Linked DNA regions of Sus scrofa: region 2 is linked to region 1. The links are chromatin contacts, called in public Hi-C maps. All regions are on one chromosome and are shown on one strand. The core of a region is the stretch at or near the end of the contact, and the rest is flanking DNA. Distances in the headings are between cores, read along the strand shown.

The links. Hi-C and Micro-C count contacts between places; a contact is called where the count stands out from the background.
Region 2: a Hi-C map of embryonic fibroblasts shows a contact between it and region 1, with 4 times the contacts expected there. The contact joins two enhancer-like sites. A contact is called at or near these places in 2 of 5 promoter capture datasets (fetal liver and fetal skeletal muscle) and 2 of 47 Hi-C or Micro-C datasets (embryonic fibroblasts and retroperitoneal adipose tissue).

Annotation. Positions count from the first base shown.
Region 1 is chr13:108,424,548-108,429,464 of Sscrofa11.1, reverse strand. No RefSeq gene overlaps it. Among named protein-coding and RNA genes, the nearest start is that of TRNAV-AAC, 6.4 kb to the left of the region's middle. Within about 2 kb of position 3,239, at least 80 of the 83 cell types and tissues checked have an H3K27ac peak or open chromatin away from gene starts, as enhancers often do. A contact at or near this core is called in embryonic fibroblasts, where this site is marked.
Region 2 is chr13:109,472,767-109,477,429 of Sscrofa11.1, reverse strand. All of the region lies in intron 1 of LOC106505741 (a long non-coding RNA gene), which reads left to right. Among named protein-coding and RNA genes, the nearest start is that of RPL22L1, 24 kb to the left of the region's middle. Within about 2 kb of position 1,434, at least 4 of the 83 cell types and tissues checked have an H3K27ac peak or open chromatin away from gene starts, as enhancers often do. A contact at or near this core is called in embryonic fibroblasts, where this site is marked.

The DNA.
Region 1 (4,917 bases), core at 1,990-4,489:
CATAATTTGTGCCAAATGAGTGATATAAGATTAACTTTGTTGAAGTTTATGGAAGGGAGGTTGCTATGAGAGAAGTGGAGGTATGCCATCATGGATGGTGTGGCATTAGGATGAATGTGGGGAGTAAAAAAAGAGGGCAAATATTCAGAAAATCACAATGGAAATGAGCAAGAGGCTAGAGATGAACAAAGCATATTCAAGGCATGTTTAATACACTGGTTTTGTTAAAATGAAGAGCTCATATGGCGTGGACTAGGAGCAATGACTAGGAAGATAAATTAAAGCCAGGGACTGGAAGACTTTGTGTTAAATGGCCTATAGGCAAAGGGGAACCATTAGAGATTCAAAAACAGGAAACATAAGGGAATTAAAATGAATATAGTGGTAGTTTGTAGGATAAATTGGATTAGGAAAGGCTCTGGAGATTCAAGGATCAGTTAAATTATTTGTTTAGATGAGGTAGTCAGGTCTTAAACTCAAAATTATAAGCAATAGGAATTAAAAAGAAGTTATGAAAAACTGACAAGTTCTGGTGCCTATTCCTTATGAAGAGGAAAAGAAGGGTCTGAAATGACCTGAGTGGTTGACAGAATAATGGCAGTACTGACATAACTCAAAATATTTAGTATTTGCTCCATGCAAAGTACTGGGCTAAATGCAGTGAGTGCTTAATCAGAAGTCACACTGTGTCCTTCAGAGGCCTGCAGTCTAGTGTAAGAGGTGACATTCATACAGGTAGAAAGTGATTTAATGTCCTGAGAGAAGTATAAAATGAAGGTTCACAGGAGAGAAAATACCTGGAGGGCTCAGGGAAGACTTTCTGGTAAATTTGGCTTTGAGGCTAAGCTTTAAGGACAGCTGGAATTTAAATCTAGCAGAACGCCCTTCCCTATGGGCAGCAAATGTGAGTTCAGGTCCAGACCCTGCCACCTACCAGCTGCATGATTTAAACAAACTGTTTAAACACTGTGAAGATCAATTTCCTTACTGATAAGTGGGGTTGCTAATCCTAATCCCTATCTGTCTCACAGGATCATTGAGAAATTCAAATCAGATAATGTCTGTCTATGGCATTTTTTTTTTGCCATAGAATCAGTTTATAGATCATGCGACTTCCTCCAGAGTCGAAGTCGATTATTTGCGTCCTCAGCACATTATATTACTTGTACTTCTACTGACCACTTAATTTATGCAGCTTTATCTTTTTTGCTTTCTCCCTTGCTAGATATATCCTTAGAAGACAAGGATTGTGGGCTCTTCTTTTTTCATCTCTATCCCCTTCCCTGATGATTTCTATGGTGCACTCCCAGTAGGGGGCAGAGAAAACATCAGGGCAAAGGCTCTAAGGTATAAACATGATAGGCATGTACTAGCAGCCCCAAGTAATTCAGTTTAGTCTGAATCAAGCATTTGTGAAGACGTACATTTCATTCTTTGGCCTGTGTTTCCCATTTTACTGATTGTAAGCAAGACTACTAGATTGGATAATGTGAAGAAAATAATTATCTAGGAGCAGTTGAACAGTTGATGCTGCACTCACTATATTCATAAGCACTAGAGAATGACCCCAAACCCCTCACTTTAGAATTCTTAAAACTCCCTTTTTTTCCCCTAAAACAGGGATAACCATATATTTATCTAATTTAAACTTCAATATCCCAGAGAAATGAGTAAGACAAGTAGTATTCCCACTTTACGAATTAAGAAATTGAGATTTCAAGAGGTTAAGAGAATTAAATTTAAAGTGATCTCCAAAGTAGCTTGCTAGGTTAGATGGGCAAACAATCCTTAACTTAGGCAGTTAACCGAACTAGTCTGGAATATTTTGTACACACTCTAGCCTCTTTCTCGGTGTCATAGATGATCCTTTTCAAGTAATCTAGGGGAAGGGAATATAAACTGTTAAAATTCCCTTTAGCTACACTTTCCTTACCCTAAATCGTATCAAAACAATCCCCCATCATCTTTTCTCTCAGATCGAGAGGCCAATAGCGAAAAATGCACGGAATCCACCCAACTGAATGAGTTCAGCTTTTAAGATCAGCCAGTTATATGAAAAACGGCATCGTACTGGCCAATATAAAAACGTGCTACAATTTATGGTGCATTGTTCTTTTCTTAATGTCACCACAACATTAAAGCAAATTCAATGATTATAAAAATTAAGAATGAAGTAGTTATACGTAATAAAACACACCCTCTGCTCAAGAAGTTGGAGAAGGCATTCCAATGAGAAGGAAGCCAAGCAGGAACGCTGAGGCAGCTGAACCAGCTGATTGATCCAAGATTCTGTTTGAGTTGGTGCTGCTTGGGAATTTATATTCGTAATGTTCTCTAACAAATGTGATGATCAGAACTGAGAATCACTGTTCTGTATCCCTGGACTCCAAATTTCTCTATGAACTCCATTTCTCTCGAGTCGTATGGCAAAGGTCGCTCAGAAACCCTCTAGTTTTGCTTTTTTTTTTTTTTTTTTTTTTTTTTTTTTTTTTTTTTTAAGGGCCGCGCTCCGCATATGGAGGTTCCCAGGCTAAGGGTCCAATCGGAGTTGCAGCTGCCAGCCTATGCCACAGCAGGCCAGAGCAGCCTCTGCGACCTATACCACAGCTCACGGGCAACGCCCAGATCCTTAACCCACGGAGCGAGGCCAGGGATCAAAACCGCAACCTCATGCTTCCTAGAGGGATTCGTTTCCGCTGTGCCACTATGGGTACTCTCTCTAGTTAGTTTTCAAGTTACAAGTTGGCTGGTTGGAAGAAAATACCCAAATCTTCTATTTAGGAACATGATAGAAGTGCAGCGATTAACCTCATGGCCGGAAGCGGAACTTTAGGAAAAAAAAAAAAAATTTTTTTAGCGAGCCTGGCTCTCGCGAGAGCCGCGCGGGGCGGGCCTCGGCCAATCGGCGCGGTCGGCGGCCGCTCCTTTTATAGGGAGACGCATCCGCCTGATCGGCGGGTTGCGGAGGGTGGGCCCAGGAGCGGTGGCGGCCATTTTTTAAGTCTAACCCTAACTGAAAGAGGCGTAGGCGCTGCGCTTTTGCTTCACGCGCGCTGTTTTTCTCGCTGACTTTCAGCGGGCGGAAAAGCCTCGGCCTACCGCCATCCACCATCCAGTCTGAAACAAACAAAAAATGTCAGCCTCTGGCTCGCTCACTGCTCCCGGGAACCTGCGGTGGTTCGCCCGCCCAGCCCCCGCGCCCCGCCTGAGGCCGCGGTCGGCCCGGGGCTTCTCCGGAGGCGCCCATTGCCGCCGCGAAGAGTTGGGCTCTGTCAGCCGCGGGTCCCTCGGGGGCCAAGGCGAGGCTCTGACCGCAGGGAAAGGAACGGAGTTGGTCCCCGCGCGCTGTGCGCTTCCCTAAGCTGTGGGCTGTGCACCTGGGACTCGGCTCAGACACTTGCAACCTGAGGGGCTGCGGGGGGGAGGAGCGGTGCCCCCACTTCTGGTTTCTCCTTGTAAGAAGGCAAGCCGTTTGTTAGCGTCCGTCTTACCTCGCTTTCAGTGGTGGGCCTTTGGGCCTCCAAATTTGGCGATTGGTCCAGAAGGACACGTGTAGGCACTCCAAAATTCGTCCAATAAGTATTTGTTAACTAGAAGATCTCATATGTTCTTAAAACAATGGAAATTATGTTCCTTAATGGTCATTGCTTTTCATCTTTGCATCAGTGTTTGGATGCAAAATATCAAGTGGTGACTTTGAAAAGAAGTTTCGAAGAAATCTACAACCCTCCACTCCCCAAAGAATTTGGTCAGATTTCTTTGCCAAAAGCGGTTGTGGGGGGGCAGCTAAAGGCCTATTAGGTTAAAGGAAACAACCAACAGGCCATCCTGCACACGTCCTCAGAACTAACTTCCAGGTTTATATGAGGATTCATCTGAAGTCGTGCCTTCACGTCCTTAGGACTGCTATTCTGACGGCAGTTGCTGGGAGAGAGTGTGGCCAGCAGCCTGAATTATAAAGGCAAATTACCAGGGTGATACCTACCTGGGCTCTTGACCGTCAGTGGAACAGTTAAATCAGGAGGACCTTGCCAGTAAATTTATGACTGTAGATCTACAGCATCTCAGCCTATTACCTGAAGTAGGTCCCTCAATGTCGTCTAACACAATTAACCTTCAGTTAAAAAATATGAAAAAACTGGAATGCACCATTGCAGGTTATGCTAAGAAGGAAAAAGAATTTTCCCATCAGCATAGTTTTGGAAAGAACACAGGGTAAGTTATTGAATGAGGTTCTAGATTTGATTTTGCCAGAGAATATTCTAGATTCTTGAGGTTACTCAGCTAGCTTCACTAAGCTTCCATTTACTGGGCAAGTGGTCTTTTAAGAGCTCTTTTGAACACTGCCAGGGATTCCTCGAACTGCCAATAAATAGATGTGTTTTGTTTGTGCTCCATCTAGTGGTACTTTTGCTTCTCCACATTTACAAAATTTGTGGTGAAGCTGAGGCAAGGATGGCTACCAACAGAGGATGCTCTTTTTCTCATTTTTAGAAAGAAAATAGTGGCCTAATGAATGCAGTTTTTAAAAATACCGCAGATGTTTTCTAATTCTTATACTTGAAATTCTCTCCTTGACAAAAGTAAACATTCCAAAGGAAAACTCTTCTCAATATTATGAACACTTTATATATTTTTTTGTTTTGGTAGAATGATTCGCTTCCTTAAATTATATAATTTTGGAGCAAGGGGTCATAGAGGTCATCCAGTGAGAGAATTTACATTACAACTTTTTGTGGATAATATGTAGTTATGGCAAATATGACATCTTATTGCTTCAAGATTTAAGTCCCTCTAGCAGATGAAGAAACTGCCTTGCCTATGCTAATTTTTTTTTCTTTTTTTTTTTTTTTTTTTTTTTTTTTTCAGAATTGGGGCCAGCAACTAGGCCTCTGAACTTTTAAGTTCTGTTTACCA
Region 2 (4,663 bases), core at 185-2,684, 1.0 Mb before region 1:
CCTATGTTGTTCTTCTTTATAACCTTGTATACTTTTCACATTTCCTACAGTGAGCCCCCTCCTTAGTAAGTCTGTAAGCGTGAATAGGTACATCATCTTGTAGAATCTCTCTCTTTTTAAGAAATCTTTAAAATGGAGACAAGAGTAAAAATACTTAGGGCTATCGGAAGGGTGACCCGAGATCGTAAACATGTCCTGACTTGCACACTGTTTTCCTCACCCCTGTGCTCTTCTTCACCCTCTCCTTTCGTTAGGGGGGCCAGTGATTTGATTTAGGACCAGCTGAGAGGATTACTTCTGGGAGAGAAGATCCGTCCCCAGCTGTGCTTCTCAGAATTTAATGTACTTCAGAATCACCATGAGGGCTTGTTAACAACAGACTGCTGGGTTTTTCACTAGTTTCTGATTCAATAGGCCTGAGGTGGGGTCTGAGAACTGGCCTTTTTAACATGTTCCCAGTGATGCTGATGCTGCTGGCCTGGGAGCACACTTGGATCTACAAGATGCACAGCAAGAATTAATTTCAAGTTATTCTAAACATAAATACCTCATTTCTGTCTTTCCTCCCTCCCTTTCTCCCTTCCTCCTCACTCCCACTCCTCCCACCCCCCTATTTGAAGGTTATAGAAACCTCCAGAGTCTGTATTTCTCACCTCTGTGTTTTTTGTCGACAGGTCAAGTCTCTTCTTATGTCAAAAAACCAGTGGGGGAGTTCCCGTCATGGCGCAGTGGTTAACGAATCCGACTAGGAACCATGAGGTTGCAGGTTCGATCCCTGCCCTTGCTCAGTGGGTTAACGATCCGGCGTTGCCGTGAGCTGTGGTGTAGGTTGCAGACGCGGCTTGGAACCCGCGTTGCTGTGGCTCTGGCGTAGGCCGGTGGCTACATCTCCAATTCGACCCCTAGCCTGGGAACCTCCATATGCCGCAGGAGTGGCCCAAAGAAATAGCAAAAAGACAAAAAAAAAAAAAAAACCAAAAAACAGTGGGGAGCAGTAATGTTGTTTTGCTCTAAGTATCTTATTTCAGAGACCAAGAGAAAAAGAAATACGCATTCTCCGGACGGTTCCTAACCTGAACTGATATTGTCTACTAATAATAGAAAGACAGTCTTTTGATGACTGATGCTTAAATAATTTGGCATCTTGGTGCCATAAACATTTGAAAAATAAAATGGTCAGGAAAATGCCTAAAGAAAACATTTCAGGTTAGTGCATAGACTAGCAGGCCATGTTTGCCTTGAAGACCAAAAAGGCCTTCTTGGTTTTTCTAAACTCTATAGGATAGAAGTTCTTTGCTTGGGATTCACGAAGCCCTAGATGTGATTGCAAGATGGTGTGTTTGCTTATGAGCATTTTTGAATCCCTAAGAGGGTTCATGGCCTTCGGTGGATGGTCAAAGAGATTGTGACTCAGAAAAGATTAATACTGCCATAGAGACTTGTTTGGTTAAAAGCCACATGTTCATTTCTTGATGAAGAAAGCAAATTCCTAGCATGGGAGGAGAAGCTGGGAGCATGGCTGGCAGTTGGCCCATTGAAACATGAGTGAGGAGTGAAGTCTACCAATGAATTCTGTCAGGAAACCACTGCTAAAGCTAAGGTTAAAAGCCTTCTCAGTTTTAGTTTCTTCATCTGAATCATATAATTAATAAACATCCTCACCTAGCTGAGTTGCTGTCCAGTTTAATGTGATGTTTGCAAGGCCCTTAGAGTAGTATTTGGTACCTGGTAGATGCTAAATAAATGGTACCCGGTAGCAGTGGAAGCTGTGGTTGTCAGCTGGTGTGCCTTATGGTGATCACTACAGAAGCATCGGGAGCAAAGATGCAAGGAGATAGCTTTATATTTCCTGCCTTTCTTCCTTCCAGCAAGTGTGCACATCAGTACCGGGTATATTTCTCAGCTCTATGGAACTGCACCCTTGTCTCCCCTCCGTGGCTTCTAGCTCACTGCTGCATCTGAGGATGTGCCCCCACTTTGTCCAAGGTTAATTTCGACCTTCTCCAGGAAAGACCAGAGCCTGGAGAATCAGCAATCAGGCAGAAGCAATCCTGTTTCACCAGTCTTTCTGGTTGGGTGCTAATGCACAAAGTGTTAAGACTACACTCCCAACAACAGAGCTCCTAGAGCAAATTTTAAAGGACTTGATGAAAGCAATTTCTAGGGCTCTAACCCATCATAATTAGGAGCTTGCTGGAGAAAAGGAGATGTTAGGAAGGGATGAGCTGAGGAAGGGAGATATATTTAAGTTGAAACATAGTTTCACCTTCTTGTTTTAACCCTTGCTGGAGTTATCTTCTAGGTACAGGTGAGCCATTTACCTGACAGGTCTGCATTTGGTCAAAGTGCATTATCCCAGTTCAAGGGTGCTGATTTTCAGGAAGCATAACTGTACTGGGGAAGCAAATTTTATTCCATTATTGGCCAAGAAGAAGCTGACCATGTGGATTCTGGGGCTGTCATTTCAATGTCACTATCACCAAGGAGTTGGGGATTATTATTATTATTGAAATGGTACCCAGACTTGGGGGCAAGACAGCCCCAAGGGACAGGGAAGATGATGGCAGCTCCCCAAAGAGAGAGGAAGAAAGAAGGCATGTTGAGGCCCCATGGGTGGGAGCCAAGGTGGATAATCCTGGTGAGGCCAGACTTAGTCATGAGAAGGAGCCCAGTGACTCTGCAGCAGGAAGTCCTGTGTGTTCTCCTCCCAGGCTTGGGGAGATTATGTGATTTGGAAGGGTGTCATGGAAATAAAAAGAGGGAGAGCTGGAACTGGAGTCAAGTTCAGTGGGTTCCTTGGTCTGAGAAATCCAGTTCAGTTTGCTTTAGTTGCCTCATAATCACCTGGAGGGCTTGCTGAACCCAGAGTGTTGGGTTCCACCCCAGAGTGTTTGGTTCAGTAGGTGTGGAGTGGCATCTGAGGGACTGCATTTCTAACAAGTTCCCAGGCAGTGCTTGTGGTCCAGGGACCACACTTTGAGAGCTATTGCTCTATCAGCTCCAGCCCCACCCCCACCCCGCTCCCTGTTAGATAGACAGTCCCGATGTTGCTTTTTGGACAGCCACTACCATGTTCTTAAATTTCCAAGGTGGGCTTGTCTACTGAACTATAGCAAAGAAAAATATTAATGCTTAATAGGGACAGGAATGATCAATGTATACATTCTCAGATTTCTCCTCCCTTCCATCTTCCCAGTGGGGGAAGATTCTTGCTTGATGGTCAAATCCCAGGCTTTTTTCTATAATGCTCAATGCTGGAAAGGCAAACAAACTGAAAGAAGTCCTGAGAGGCTAAATCAATATATACAAAAAAGTGTTAAAAGGAAATATATTAAAAATCCACTTTGGGAGTTCCCACTGTGGCTTAGCATTAATGAACCTGAGTAGTATCCATGAGGATGTGGGTTCGATCCCTGGGTGGGTTAAGGATCCGGGGTTGCCAAGAGCTGTGGCATAGGTTGCAGACACAGCTCGGATCTGGTTGCTGTGGCTGTGGTGTAGGCTGGCATCTGCAGCTCCAGTTAGATCCCTAGCCTTGGAACTTCCATTTGCTGCAGGTGTGGCCTTGAAAAGTGGGGGGGTGAGAATCCACTTTGGGCACTGGGAAGAGGAATGAAGGAGAACTGGGAGTAGGAATTTTGGAAAGTGAGAGGCTCTGGAATAACTACAGGAGGTGAAAGAGGAGAGGAGACAAAGTTTCAGTGGATTACGGATAAAATGCCTCTCGTTTCCTTCAGCAGATGCAATTAGAGATTGAAGTGTCTTTTTGCTCCTGAACTGTTTTTTTGAGTGAAACATCACGTGAGTCTGGGCTCCATGGGTCCTGGTATTGACTGGGGACACAAAATTGGTCTTGCAGTAGGGACGTTGGTTATATTCTAACATACCTTATCATCCGGTTCCTGTTACAACAAGGGGCAAGGCAGCAAGCTGGGAAAGCAATAATATCAGGATACCCAAGGAAATTTAAGAACACCGATGTTGCATATCTAATGCTGAATTGTTTCTTATTTTGCACTGTGATTCTTCTTTGTTACCTCCAAACATTCCATGCATTCTAAACAGCATTGCTTTGGGGAATGAGGAAAAGGCTAGTGTGTCCACACTGGGGATGAAATGATAATGAAAAGGACAGCAGGAGTTTTCCGGTGGCCTAGCGGCTAAGCATTTGGTGTTGTCATTGCTGTGGCGTGGGTTCAGTCCCTGGCCTGGGAACTTCCACATGTCGTGGGTGCAGCCAAAACCTGAACCAAACAAACAAAAAAAGAAAGAAAGGAAAGGATATCAGCTGATAAGAGTAGTGAGGAAGGCAGAGGAGACAAAACTAAGACCAGGAGTAAGGTTTGGAGTGAGAGGTACCAGGTGAACACCAGGATGATGCGAGTTTTCCCAGAAAATTTGTGGAAAATACAGATTCTTAAAGTTATAGTTATTTTGTTTGGCCATTAAAAAGCAAAGATGATCCCAAAGCCTGGAGAACAGAGCCTCTTAACCCTGGAGAAGAGAGTTGGATCCGTTATGCAGTTGTTACAAACTCTTATAACTGATTTAAATGTACATATGATCTGCCCTGTAACAAGAGGGCCATTATGCTAAGAGACAAGTTACCCACCACCAGGAGGGCTCAGACTTAATGGGAACCAGAATACGGTGAAGAAGCAGA